Linked DNA regions of Rattus norvegicus: region 1 is linked to region 2. Evidence: chromatin contacts called from public Hi-C data. All regions are on one chromosome and are shown on one strand. The core of a region is the stretch at or near the end of the contact, and the rest is flanking DNA. Distances in the headings are between cores, read along the strand shown. Region 1 holds the start of Atrnl1 (attractin like 1). Region 2 holds the start of Trub1 (TruB pseudouridine synthase family member 1).

Evidence for each region. Hi-C and Micro-C count contacts between places; a contact is called where the count stands out from the background.
Region 1: a contact with region 2 is called in a Hi-C map of kidney, with 4 times the contacts expected there. The contact joins the promoter of Atrnl1 here to the promoter of Trub1 in region 2. A contact is called at or near these places in 2 of 12 Hi-C or Micro-C datasets (kidney and mammary epithelial cells).

Annotation. Positions count from the first base shown.
Region 1 is chr1:266,674,526-266,677,405 of GRCr8, reverse strand. It overlaps Atrnl1 (attractin like 1), which reads right to left and starts at 1,355. Exons shown (of 28, transcript XM_039095274.2): 1 at 1,066-1,355. The coding sequence starts at 1,355.
Region 2 is chr1:266,519,060-266,522,153 of GRCr8, reverse strand. Trub1 (TruB pseudouridine synthase family member 1) reads right to left here and starts at 1,507. Exons shown (of 8, transcript NM_001012173.1): 1 at 1,232-1,507. The coding sequence starts at 1,490.

The sequences.
Region 1 (2,880 bases), core at 106-2,605, 160 kb before region 2:
AAACTACGCTGAACTATATTAATAATGTCAGCCAGATTCTTACCTTTGCCTCAAAGCCAGAGATGTCTTACCTGGATTCTGCTTTCGTCTCCACAACAAACACTAGTCATCTACACAATACTCTTTCACAACCACAATCGGCCAGAAACATCATGGTAACTATCTAGGACAAGCTTTCTTAATGACCGCTTTCCTGCAGTTTCTCACAGAACCCCACTTCTCTGCCTTCCCAAGGGCCACCCCACTTCTTTTTATAGGGACAGAAATTTATTAAGCATCAGCCAATAGGGAGAAGTGTCTCTTCCCCAGAGATGCAAGCTCCTTAGCACCTTCAGTTTCCGAAAACACAAACTGCTGTCCCCGTGCACCTGTCAAAAGTCACACAAAGCCAAGAATGCCCTGACAAACTCAACGCCTCTGAATGCATATTCCGGAGTGAAGCTGGCTGGTTTGGAATCACGACTCAGCATTTTCTGCGTAACCTTGATCGAGTTAACTTAAATTTGCTGCCTGGATTTCTCTCTGTAGATTCTGAATAGAAGGCGTAAAATTCCAGTAAGTTATAGACGTGTGGGGAATGAATGCAAGGACCGACCTAGAAACTTATAACAAGGTACAGACCACCGAAAACTGTGTTTTCCATGCTCGGTGATTACTAAACTGAGGAGTGCTCTGTGACTAGAGAGGGAAGGAGCTGGGCCACAACTTTAAACCCTGACACCCCTGACTTCTCACAATGTTCGTGGATTTTTCATGAGTTATTTCCACCGTTTCTGAAGGAAACAGATACTGTCCTAATTGGTGGAGTTTGGCACCAATTGGAGTGAGAACATTCTTTCTACGCAGAGGATGACAAGCCGCTGAGGACGTGCGGAAAGCACCGAGTCAGCCCGAGTTGGGCGCCGGCTGGAGCTCCCGGGCGCAGCCCGAGGCTGGAAGGGTGCAGCGCGGGGCCCCCTCCCGGGCGCTCTGAGCTCGGGACACCGGGACCCCGAGGCCAGAGCGGGACAGGGAGCGACGCTGGCGGGGCAGGGCTGAGGTTCGGGATCCCGCGGTGGCACTTACTTGAACCTGCCCTGGCAGTGCTGGCACTGGTCCCCCACCCAGCCCGGGTCGCACAGGCAGGTGGAGTTGACACAGCGACCCGAGAAGCAGGAGCCAGTCCTCTCGCAGGGCTTGGACTGGGACACCTGAGCATAGAGCGCCAGGTAGAGGAAGCCATAGCACAGGAGCCAGCTGTTCCCGTCCAGCAGCAGCCAGGAGGAGGCGCCCCCGCCGCCCGCCGGCCGAGCCCTCCACAGCACCGGGGCGGCCGGCTGCGGGGCACCGGAGCGGGCCCCGACCCCCGGCTCCATCTTCCCCGGCGTCCCGGCCCGGCGGGGCTGCGCTCGCGGGCGCACAAGGGGATGCCGCTGAGCGGGGATCCCGGCCGCAGAGGACCTCGCCGCCGCCACCGCTGCCGTTCCTAAGCTCCTCAGCGGCGCCGACCCCCGTCCCGCTGTCCGGTCCGGAGCGCCGGATGCCAGGCGCGGCGGCCTCCCGTCTGCTGCCTCCAGCCACGCTCCGGCATCGCCGCCCGTTCCCCTGACCTTGCCCTCGGCGAGCCGAACCCTGCAGCCGCAGCAGCTCCGGGAGCCGAGCGGAGAGCCGGCGGCGCCCCGCGCTCCGGAGGGGACCCGAGGGGGAGGGGACCGGGCGGGGAGGGGGAGGGGACCCGCTCGGCCCCGCCTCGCCCTCGGCCCGCGCCGAATGCCGAGGCTCGCCCGGGAGGGCGGGGCCGCGCGGGAGCCCCCGAGATGGGCGCGTCCAACACAAGCACGCGGGGAGGGGAGGGCAGCCGTCAGTGCCCCGCCGCCCTCCCGCCAGCCGGAGGCCCCGCAGCAGCCGGCTTCCCTCCGCCTGCCAGACACAGTCGTCGTAGAGGCGGCTGCAGCCCAGGCTGCGGACGGACGTCCCTGCAGCCTCGCGCGCCCACGCGTTCGTGGACGCTCCCCCTCGGTCCGGGAGCGGTGGTCTCGCCCGGTCCCTGACGGGGACCCGGGACTCCCCCGCGCGCCCACCCGGCCGGCGGGCACCGCTGGGAGTGCGTCCCCAGGTGTGGCCCGCGCTGCGGAGCCCACGGAGGAGAAACCCACTCCTGTCACGGGACCTCGGTGGAAAGGCAGCCTTGCACTCCGCGGGCCGCGGCTGCGAAAGTGAGGCGCCCGCCCCAGCGCTACCCTGGTCTCCTGCACGTTTCTTCTTTTTTTTTCTTAAAAACTCCCAACTACACACAAAGAGCTGAGCATGTGCAGCCAGCAAAGTCTTAAAGGCACCGCGAACTGACCACGTTGCAGGGTGCAGGAACAGGGCGGGGTGGGGTGAGGGGCTGCGAGGGGCGCGAAGCTGCTCCCGTGGGACGACCTCAGCCACGAACAGCTCTTTATCGTGGAATCGGAGCTCCGCACACCCAACAAAGAACTGCCCCGAGCGCCATCCCTCCCAACGCTGCCTCCGAACCCCACCAACTCTTCTTTTCTCTTGTCTGTGTTTCCTCCTTCGTCTGGGACACTATTTTGTCTTGAAAAATATTGCGACACCGGGGCTTTTTTTTTTTTTCTTCAGAAAAGCAGAAGTGATTTTCAGAAAGGGCTCTTTCCCGTTTTCAGCGGCATTCTCTTTCTTCCTTGAGATGACTTTCCAAGATCTAATGGCATAAACTTAGACGTGTCTTCTACTTTTGTGCTTTCTCTATAAAGGCCTTTTAGCTGACCCTGGAGAGCAAGCGGCGCACAAATTGCAGGCAAGCAGCCTCGAGTATTATTGGAGCTCCACCAAGGAGCAGGCGGTACGAACAAGAATGTGAAACTCACCAGACATTTCTGACGGCTGGAGCGGAAA
Region 2 (3,094 bases), core at 258-2,757:
TTCGTCCTGTGTCCCTGTAGGATAGCACAGGGACAGGGTAACATGAGAATCCAGTAAAAGAAAGGCTCTGTAGGGACTGTTCACAGGGTAAAGTGCTCACCAAGCAATCCTGAGGACCAGAGTTTGGATACCCAGTACCCACATAAACATGAGGGTGACAATGAAGCCTACCTGATTCCCCATGGGTGCCAGCTAGAGCAAGCTGAGTAGGCAGACTTGGCCTAATTGGCAAGATCTGGGTTCAAGTGAGGGAAGCACTCTAGCTCAATGTGCAAGATGGAAAGCCATCTCTAAAAATGGACATCACCTCTCTCTCTCTCTCTCTCTCTCTCTCTCTCTCTCTCTCTCTCACACACACACACACACACACACACACAGACATGGGAATACATACACACAACACAGACATGGGAATATATACAGAGAGACAGAGACAGAGATGAATACACAAATACCCACACAGGAATACATACACTAAATACACATTCACACGCAAAACAAAATGAAAGGGTTTGTTTTGTTCTTTTAATGCTATTGTTTTAAATGATCAACAGGAAGAATGGTTAGAAAAATGGCCATCTTCTATTTTAATGTTCCTCAAAAGATGTTCCATTAAAAAAAAAAAAAAGAAAAACAAAACAAAAAACAGCAGAATCAGGAGCAATAGAGTGCAATTTCCAAAATACATCTGAGATCTTCAGAATTTCAGCGTCTGCAAGTGTGGGCACTAGGAACCTGTATTTGTATAGAAGATGAATTACCGTGCCCACTAAAAGGTGAAAGTGGTGTCCTTTCTAGACCTAGCTAACTCAGCCTACGTGTTTTTCAAAGTTTGCAACTTGGGGGTGCAGAGTCAGCGTTTCCTCTGGTGGGTTTCCTCATTTGCAAGAGCCAAATAAAAATCCTGGGAGGGATCAAACTACAGAAAACGGGGCTGCAAGCATCAGGGTGGAAACTTGTGTGTGCAGACTGGCCCCTAACTCCACACATACTTCCCGTGAGAAGTTCAAATGGCCACTGTTGAAAGAGTCTACACTTGGGTAAAAGTCCAAGGCCCAGATGCCCTGGGTTTCTATCCAGAGTTAATTTGGTGGTCACTCTTTATCTCTCTTGAGCCATGGGCACGCAAATTAAGTCAGGAAGTTAAAAAGAAAGAATAAAGATAAAAAATCCCAGGGTGCTAGCTCTGCGGCGGAGAACGCCTTAGCCTGGTCCCTACCCGGGCGGGTACCTGCCAGCAGCTTCTCCTTCAGCCGGTTCAGCAGCTCGGCTGAAGTGGGCCCTTTGGGCTTGTGCACGGCGAACACGCCGCTGAGCGACATGAGCTTAGCAGCCAGAGCGGCCTTGGAAACCTGGGCTTGCGATCCAGTCCTAGCCGCTGCCGCAGCAGCAGACACCGCTGCGGCTAGTGAGGCCGCGGCTGTTCCTGAAGTGTCTGGGGCTGTGTCCACAATCAGAGGTGAAACCACCTCGGCCTCCTCAGCTGCCATGCTTTCACGGCCTGGACCAAGAGGCGCACAGATATGACACAAGTTGTGTTACAAGGCCTTCTGGGAATTGTAGTCCATAGGCTCCTTATAGCTTGCTAGGGCACCTCAGGATTCTGGTGGAATCTCTAAATATCTCTATTTCCAAATGCTCTTATTTCCCTGAAGCAGAGGTACATTGGGGTTGCCATTGTAAACCGCCCAAGCAAACACCTAATTTGTGTATTTGAGGTGAGGGAGTCACTTCCTTTCCTTAAAAGAACGCACTCCCCCCAAAAAAACCTACGAGAGAGAGAGAGAGAGAGAGAGAGAGAGAGAGAGAGAGGAGTGAGTGTGTGTGTGTGTGTGTGTGTGTGTGTGTGTGTGTGTGTGTGTGTGTGTGTGTGTACACGTACATATAGATTTTGAAATACTTTATTTTGATAACTCCACTTTTTTGACTGAAGTCTTTACGATTCTAAAAAAAAAGTTAATGTTCTTTTGGAGTTTCTATTCCTTTATAGACATTGGTTAGGTATCAAAAACTGTCGTTGAGCCATTTGTGATGGTGCATGAAGGTCACTGACAGGTTTTGCGCTTCCCCCCCCCCCCCTTTTCCTTCTCCCTTGCTAAACTGTAGGTTACATTTCTAAAGCTGGCCCCCAAGGTCCATTCCCTCATTAAGTCACTGACTCATTCCTAAGACAAAATAACCAACAAGCAAAACTCACTGTTTGACTAACATACCCCATCAGGATTTACCAACTCACCCTAGCACGGACTCTCCCTACCCCTCACACTGCATGCCTTTCATCCCAGTATTTAGGAGGCAGAGGCAGGCAGATTTCCATGTGTTCCAGGCCAGCCAGGGTAACATACTGAGACCCTATCAAAACAAACAAACAAACAAAAGCAACAACAAAAACTCCTATGGTTTTAATTAATAATTAAACTCTTTGCAGACCTGGCATTAGACCATCTCTCTAAGAGTAGTTCAATCCACCACAGAAGTTTGATCCTAAAATAAAGCAAAATGGGGGGGGGGGGGGACACCTTACTTCTTCCCCCAGACACAATAAATGGAAGTGTGGCTATTATGGGATAGCCACTTTGTCTTCCTCGTTTCTCCACACTGCCTTTCAGCCATTCTTTCTCATAGTTCTCCCTGAGGCTAGCATTCTTTCTTAATGATGCCTCCTTGCCTAATGATTCTGGTCAGGAGATGCCATTCACATTTCTACCATTCATGCAACAGATATATGTCAAAGCAATTATAACAAATACAGCGTTCTGGGCATTAGAAGCACCTAACTCTGATTTTCTAAAGTAGCAAACATCTTACACATTGGGCAAGCCTTTAACTCACAGGTCATTTTATTTAATATTTTATTTCAGATGGACTAAGATAGTCTGAGATCTCTCTCCTTCCCTCTCCCCTATCCCTACTGTGATGGTTTGCATATGCTTGGCCCAGGGAGTGGCACTATTAGAAGGTGTGGCCTTGTTAGAGGAAGTGTGTCACTGTGGGGTGGACTTGGAGACCCTCCTCCCAGCTCCTCCTAGGATGCTGAGACTGTTCCTGGCTTCTTTCCAATGAACGTGTAGAACTATCAGCTCCTCCTGCACCA